Regions from separate parts of the Gossypium hirsutum genome. Here region 2 is linked to region 1. The links are chromatin contacts, called in public Hi-C maps. All regions are on one chromosome and are shown on one strand. The core of a region is the stretch at or near the end of the contact, and the rest is flanking DNA. Distances in the headings are between cores, read along the strand shown.

Region 1 (4,226 bases), core at 1,190-3,689:
CTCAAGAAAGATACAGCATTTAGCTGAACGGTTTGGTGTTGGGAAGTACTACAGATACTTGCCGATCATTTTCTCTGGAAGGACTATAGATAGGTGATCTACATTTCTTCTTTTCTAATTTCTTTTCTTTAATCTTGCTATTTGTCAAGGATTGTTAGTTTTTATGATCATTAAGTAGGATGCTGATAAGGTTTTCCATTAAGAATTTGAATCGAAACAATAGTTGGAAGAAGTTTATAATTTGCTATAGATTATGGAATTGTCATCTTTGATAATAGCACTTGGCAAATGTAACTTTCATGATTACTATACTTCATATGATATTGGAAATCATAGATATATTTTTCAGGCTGGTCATTTTTCTAAGACAAACAGATATTACATTTTTGGGAGGATCATAATTTCCAGCACCCGAGCTCATGTGTTGCAGTACTAATAATGATTATTGGTTTATTGCAGCACAAGCTAGTCTGTTCGAAGAGATTTTTTAGTCCCTTAAAGAAATTTCTCGTTGAGATAGTAATCCACTTATCAAAACTTGATTATTTGAAGAAATTTGTAGTTATTTGTCTTTAAATTAAGCATAAAGAAACCGTGTATCACCTTTATATTTTGGTCTTTTTTTGTTTTATTTCTTAAGATATAATTATACTTTGTCAACCAAACACTTGTAGAGAATTAGAATTTCTTATAATTATAAGAGTTCTTGGGGCAAGTAACTGGGGTGCTACGTTTATGTTTATATTTAATTCAGTGGGACTTAATAATTATAATGATTACCCACACTTGTCACGCATATAATTATACACAATTGCACTCAAATTCAATTACAGGTGGCTTTCCAAACACATGTTTAGTAGTATTCATTTAAATGATAACTAGAAGCATAAATCTTTCTGTAGGTTCCTATCCCCCTGATATGGTGAGGCATCTTCCATTTTTCCTTCTGTGTTTTTTGTTTTGGGAGAGGTGTTGACTGGATAGATTGAAGGTTCAGTTTACTGACTATTATATTATAACAATTATGATACCAATCTAATTATCCCTTCTGTAATCTGATTGGCAGTAAATCTGGCATTGGGAAGGGAATGTTGGTTGAAGAGCAAAAGAAGATGAAACAACATTTGAAGGCTCTAGAGATGGAGGACATATCTTCGTTTATGGAATCTCTTCCTTCCAACTTTCTCATAATATTGCGGACAGAGTAAGATAAATTCAGTAGCCTATTTGGAGTTCAATAGCTCCTAATCTCATTTTGGTCTTTTCTGTTTTAGTGAATTACTGAGATCTACAGTAAGCAAGCTTGGTGCTTCAAAATGGGTGAGGTTGCTAACCTATGGAAAATATGCCTCACTTGGTCTCTCTCTGAAGTCGAATCCATGCTCTGGTAAACAGTTCTTCTAAACCCTTTTTTTTTTCCTTTAATTTTATTCTAAATCAGTTGTTATCTGGCCAAGCCAGGGAGAGCTTTTAATGGATGCATCTGTTGTTGTGTTTGTACATTTACGAGTGTATAGTAAGAAAGAGATTTTTATATTCATGAGCAGTTAACGTCGGTATTCTTGGAAGGAACTGATTTTGTGGTCGCATATTTTGTTTTAATTTACAATTTAAGGAATACAATTACTTTATCCTCGTGTGTTCAGATTTGACATCATTGGCCCTATATACCAGATTGATAGGAAATATAGAATACATTCTTCTAAGGCTTACTATAGGTAAGGTTTTTTCTTCTCATAAGTTCTGATATGTAGGTATGTCAGGTAATAAAAAAAAAAGGTACCTGAATGATTGGAACATTTTAACATTTTCAGGGGTAACGAATCTGGTTTTGTGGATGGAGAAGCTGAAGCGATGTCTGAATAAGTTTTATGGAAAGATGAGTGCTGCTGGAAAAGGTATGTCGACAATGTTCTTCAACATCTACTTCAAAATGTAGATTCTTTTTCCTTTCTTTTTTGTCTTATGTACTTCGTTATTTACACCAAGTAAATTTTGAGCAGAAGCCATATGTAGATAAAGCTTCCTAGGGCTCAAGGAGCACTGTATTGTAGTTTGATATTGGCTTTTGTTGTAGAACTATAAAATTACTCTGAATCTGAAGAATTGTAAGAACCAGAATATTACTCAAAGCTTAACTTGGTGATGAAATTATTTTAAGAAGTACCATTTACTGGGTATGGATTTTGAGTTCAAGCATTTGCAAATTTTTACTACAATCTTTTACGTCAGAAAAAGGAAAAACAAACTTAGATAAGAATTTAAAAACTAGTTTATATATATATAGAGAGAGAGAGAGATTTATATATAAAAGCATTCATTTGGAAATATTTTTAATCACTGAAAATTTTTATTATTCATTATTGTTATATCCAGGCCAAATGGGCTAAGGCCTGTAACAAGGCCCAAAAGAGCTCAAGTTCCAACTGGTACAAAGATCACATGAGCTTAGGCTTTATAAAGTACAAAACATAAATGCTATGCTAGCAAGAACAATGTCACGTGGCACGTAGAGGAATCACCTCTAGCTTTTATCCGACTCAAAAGCTATGCATAGTGTGACTTGCCAACATTCCTAGCGAATAAGAAACATTGCATTAGCTAAAAAGACTAGATCAGACTAGATTTGGGCAATTAAGGGGCAACTTAAAGCTTTATTACCTATGTTAAAATTTAACTTAATTTTAGCTTTGACCACGTATATATTTGGATCCAGACCAACCACTTACGATCCTAGTTAGTCGATAGCAAGTTTTAGCCCAAATCCTATCTAATGACTAAGTTCTGGAACAACTAATCAACTAAAAATGTCAACTTCAACTCATCGGTGTGTTTTCTCTAAGATGCCACCAGTTTGGTTTACTAATCAGTTACCATTGGATAATGCCAAAATCTTTTGAGAATTGGTCCTTCGCAACCACTTCTACCATTAACGACGATTGTAACACCCCCTTACCATGTAAGAAATGCTACATTTACGTACCAAACAAATCACTCATGTTCTACTCATCTTTTAGACTCATTTGAAGCTATTTAAGGCTTCTTCAATAATTTCTAAACTGAATATGTAAACTGGTTGCAACCAGAGATCATTCAGAGACCCCTTGATGTAAAAAACAACATAAATTAAGAAAACAAGGTAGAGGTATTGACGCATGCCCCAATTTATCGGTACCTTGACCTTGATACTATTCATTTTTACATTATGTTTGAGCTTTATCAATACAAGCCCTCTAAGTATCAAAATTTGGGTGTATGGAAGCTAAAATCAAGCTTAAAAATACCTCAAAAAGTGTCATAACTTACTCCAATTAATCCCAATCATTCTCAATCATTATTTGACCTTAAAATACTCCTAATTATCTTTGTAAACATCATGCAATTCATCTATTAGAGTTGCATGACCCAACTTCTTGTTAAAAAAAATAATGGCAAAATAAGGGGATCTGTGGGGGCAAAGGTCGAGGGCCATAGCTGCCGCAAATCTCCATTAAGTATAAAATTAGACTGGGGTCGTAACCGAGGGTGTGCCCTCACGATACGGTACAAGCTGTACAAGTGAAATCCGTATAAAAGTACACTTATTCTGTTTGATATTGATTAGAATAAGGTGTTTCAACCTTACTACATTGCTTCTATTTGACATTGATTATAATAAGGTTTTTCAACTTATAAATAGATGTAGTCTAAACTCCTCTTGTATCATTCAAATTTAACATTAGTGAATTTTCTTCTCCACTACCAATGGTTTTTCTCCCGAAAGGGTTTCCACGTGAAATCTGTGTGTTCTTATCTTTTTCTTTTTGCTTTGCGATCGTTTTTTATTGTCATTGTCGACGTTCAACTTTTACATCATCCATGTTCAATCTCCATCTAATGTACCACAAAGGTTCAAAACCTCTCCATTTAAACAAAACTCAACTTTGTGCCAATTCCCTAACTATCTATCACTTTCCTACTTACCGGATACCTAGGTACATGCCACACTAATTCAAAGACACAAAATCCATGGTTCTCAATTCTTACCTTATTGATGAGTTGTGATTTGACAAACCATGCTCAACCTTTTTTTTGCACAAACACTTTCTGCAATCTACGCATTTGAAAACAAGTTAAGCTTCATAGGAGCTTAGTAAGTTGATCCAGGAGAAAGCTTAAGAAGATTGTATTCAAGTTGTTCGACTCAAGAAAGAAATGTTTGGATCGCACTTGAAAAGAAAAAAGAC
Region 2 (4,226 bases), core at 546-3,045, 310 kb before region 1:
AGATTTTACATAAACTTGGTAAATCTATTTACGAATCATAAAGCCCAAACAAAACTTCATTTAGGCTTAATTGGGTGTTTTTTTCCCCCAAAAGCAACAACATCAAGCATTTACAGGTGACATCCCTATCAAGGGAACTTTTGTGATGAAAGCTTTAGAAAGTTGACTAGTTGTGTAAATGTAGAAGATGCATCAGTCTAAGGTAATGAGGTAAACAAAATTTTGCACTGCAAATTGTATAGGCCAACTTGATCACAATCTAACATAAACAATTGTAAATGTAGGACAAGTGATTCAAAAGGTGCTCAGCATATTAATTTGCAATATCAGCAGTATTTGTGACAATCAAGCATCTTTTCTTCAGAATTGGTAATCAACACAATACACATGCTCGGTTCCTATGAGTGACCACAAATGTCTAAAGTTAAAGGTGATCAATGCATATGGTTACTCTGAATAAAGTCTTAAAGCTGATGCAGGCATCTGTCGGAGTTTGGATTTCAGATCTTCTATTTCAGCCAGCTTGAAATCTAAAAATAGAAAGTAAAAGAGGAGGGAATATTTGGGGTTAATTTTTTACCTTGTACACTGAATGCACCGAGTCATGACAGTCTTTACTAAAGGACCAAGATTTTTGTCAACAACAGATCTCTTCATTTCAGTAAAACGACCTCGATCAGATCCAAATGCCATAGACTGATCCTGGAGATCACATTCTCCACCCTGATCACAGATTGGACAATCAAGTGGATGGTTCATCAGCAGAAATTCCATTACTCCTTCACGTGCCTTCTTTGCCAAAGGTGTATCCGTCTTAATCTTCATTCCTATGTTATAGTCCCAAGCATAATTAAACAACACAAACCAAAAAGAAAAGGAGTAAAACCCCCGAAGGTTAAATTGTTTAAAATCCAAGAAGGCAACAGGATGACAAGCTTGAAAGAAAATTATCACAAGAATTATTGTTTACAATCACATAAATACTTAGATATTAAGAAATTTTAAGTACAAATCTAGACACATTTCCATGCATGGTTACTAAAACATGTAAAACAAAAATGAAGATGAAAACAAACATTTATGACTGAATTTATAAAGATCAAATCGATCATAATTCTGTATCTTTATGAAGACTATATGGAACTAGTAGCAAGACATTCAATAACAGAGATTAAAGAGAATAAAATAGTATAGAATAATTTGAGAACCCTAAATCCAAATTACTAGTATCCTGAAACACGTCAAAAATCTGCAAAGAAATTCAAATCCGTTCATCTAATTAAATTCAAACACACTAGTAAAATTGAGAAAACAAAATACAAAATATAATAATTGTTAAATTGAAACGCTAACCAGGGAGAGCAGGCATGGCACAAGAGGCGACGGGCTTGGGGGATTTTTCAACCTCGACGAGGCACATACGGCAGTTCCCAGCGATTGAAAGTCGACTATGATAACAAAACCTCGGAATGTCAACACCAGCAATTTCGCAGGCCTGAAGAACGGTCATGCCCTTGGGGATTTTCACCGGGAAGCCATCGACGGACACCTCGATGGCATCATCCGGGTTCGTGACGTGGATCCGTGCACCGCCAACGGGTTTCTTGGGTGGAGAAGGAGTGGTTTCTGGCTGCGGTGCTGCTGCTGCTGCCGATGAGGCGTCGGGGGATTGGAGCTCGGATTTGGCGACGATGGGTCGGAATCTAGAGTATTGGGAATGGAGGATTCTTGACGATTTTAGGGTTCTTGAAGCTAATAAGCCTAAACCCAGTTTTCTGGCAGCCCGAAGATAGCCTTAGCCTTTCCTTTCTTGGAGCTGTGAAGTGAGAGAAGGGAGTGGCGATTGGCGAGAGATTCGATTGGAACTGTCGGGTTGAATGTGTGTCATCCACAGGCGTGTGATTCCCACAAGAAGTCGGGCTTCAAGTTGACCCGTTTTTGTCTTCATGGACTGGTTTAGGGGCTTACAAAACGCCGTCGTAGCTTCAGTACTCGAATTGGGGAACAAAGGGGCCAAGCTCATTTCGATGTCCTATTTGAAGAAATTTTAGCCTAATCTTTTCAATTCACGTTACCGTAAGCTTTCATATAAAGAAAGTAGGGATGTCGGTGCGGTTTCACGATCCCATCCCACTTCACACCCAATTAGGCTAGGCTGGTACAGGTTTTGCGGGTACTGAAATAGAGATAAAGATAAATATTAGACTCATCGAGAGTCGTGGTTTTGATATTATACTCACCTCATTCCCGTTTGTCTCATCTTCACTTACCTCGAATAATATAATAAGTATATTCAAAAAAAATATTTATAAAAATTTAATTTAATAATTATTTTATTAGTATTTTATTAATTTATTAGTATTTAATTTTTGTACTTGTGTTATATTTAAAAATATTTGTGATATATTTGAGACATTATTTGTATTTAAATATTATAAAAGGACTTTATTTTTAAAATTTTTTAAATTAATATTGAAGTTATTTTTTGTTTATCAATTAAAGGGTCATGATGACTTTTTTTTTAAATAGTGACAGTTGAAATAATATCACATATGTAGTAAGAGTTCAAAGGATAAGTATTTCATACATTTTTTATAAAAATTTTGATTTATATTTATTTAATTGATACTTATAAATATATTATATGAAGTGGGTCACGAGGCGGGTATAGCAGTGATTAGGTGAATTTGAGGACCCACGTGGGTGGTGAGCGAGGATGGTTTTGAGTTTTTTACCCGTAGTGGGTCGCTGAGCAGGGATGGGGATGAAAATTCTTGGTGAGGATGCCCCCACACCTGTGTCGCCCAATTGACATCCCTAAAAGCGAGACTTTATTTTGATAAAAGCAAAAGTAAATATATTTTTAGATAAATTATTGCAAAAATATAATAAGATAAGATGCTAATATTTTTAATTTTAATGTGAAGCCAATAGTTTTAATCAAAATATCTAATACGATATCCCTAACATCATCTTGTTATAAATTTTTTGGTATTTTGGTATATTAAAATTTATAATCAAATACCAAAATTTTTAACCTAACACCGAATTATTTAAAGAGATTTTATTAAAAATTTTGGTACTTGATTAGGAATCTTGGTACCGCATTAAAAGTTTTGAATATCAGATAAAAATTTTGTTATTTCTTCAAATAATTTAGTATAATATCAAATTTTTTATATAAAATATATGAACCAGATTTAATGCATACTAACAAATTTATTTTTTATTTGATGTAACAATTATTTATAATAAACAAAATAAAATATATTTAATCCGTATTTAAATATTATTTAAATATACCCAAATATATAAGACAATAGTACAATATATTATGGTATACCAATATATATATAGAGTAATATATAACAAATTATATTTAATTTTGTATACCAAAATACAAAATTTCTAATTAAATACCAAAATATTTAAGGCGATGCTATTGTTAGGGTCAATATGTACTATTTTTGTTCGTGCATGTTTCCCTTCAAATTTATCATCAAAATTTCCTTGCCTGTGCGACCCAATAGCCTGTACCAAGATTACTAAGGTCATACTAAAATAGCTTAGGGATGTTCTTAGTTGATGCGATACCAAATTTTTTTAATCAATACCAAAATTATTAAGAATGTCTCGTTTGAAATTTTAGTATAGAAAATACTAAATTAGAAATATCGGTTTTGGTGTCTTGTTAGAAATATCGGTAATGCATTAGAAATTCAGTATTTGTTATAAATATGGGCATCGCTACTAGAGATATTGGTATTGCTTAGAGATTTTGGTATCCATTAGAAATTTAAAATTTTTGTTATTGTGTTAGAAATTTTAATATTAACTTATAACCGGTTGATTTAGTTACACCTTTTCCTTAACTTTTATTTTAAATGTACAACAAAATTATCGATGAAATTAGATTTAAAATAACAATGATAGTTAAAATTTTTAAATAAAAGATGCTTTCAGTGACAATTAATATATAAATATTACAAAAATTATAAATCATGAGTAAATTATTATAGGGAAGTGAAAAAGTGAATGATATTATCTTCTTTAACTACTTTTGGAATAGTTTTTGTTCCAATCAAATTGGTAATAACCACAATACTATTGCCATTTTCTTCAAGAATAGCTTATTGGAGGAGAGATGTAAAAACAAATTCATTACTTTATCAACCAATAATAAATACATTTTAATTTTGTCACAATAAGATTTTTTCGATGATAAA

The links. Hi-C and Micro-C count contacts between places; a contact is called where the count stands out from the background.
Region 2: a Hi-C map of leaf shows a contact between it and region 1, with 1.8 times the contacts expected there. The contact joins the promoter of LOC107946378 here to the enhancer-like site in region 1. A contact is called at or near these places in 3 of 34 Hi-C or Micro-C datasets (leaf and petal).

The regions. Positions count from the first base shown.
Region 1 is chrA07:57,326,759-57,330,984 of Gossypium_hirsutum_v2.1, reverse strand. LOC107946408 (aarF domain-containing protein kinase 1) reads left to right here. Exons shown (of 16, transcript XM_016880715.2): 12 at 1-93; 13 at 1,067-1,204; 14 at 1,275-1,387; 15 at 1,647-1,718; 16 at 1,815-2,180. The coding sequence ends at 1,939. Among protein-coding and RNA genes, the nearest start is that of LOC107946408, 18 kb to the left of the region's middle. Within about 2 kb of position 2,439, at least 2 of the 9 cell types and tissues checked have an H3K27ac peak or open chromatin away from gene starts, as enhancers often do. A contact at or near this core is called in leaf, where this site is marked.
Region 2 is chrA07:57,633,528-57,637,753 of Gossypium_hirsutum_v2.1, reverse strand. It overlaps LOC107946378 (NADH dehydrogenase [ubiquinone] iron-sulfur protein 1, mitochondrial), which reads right to left and starts at 1,795. Exons shown (of 5, transcript XM_016880676.2): 1 at 1,354-1,795; 2 at 581-827. The coding sequence starts at 1,795.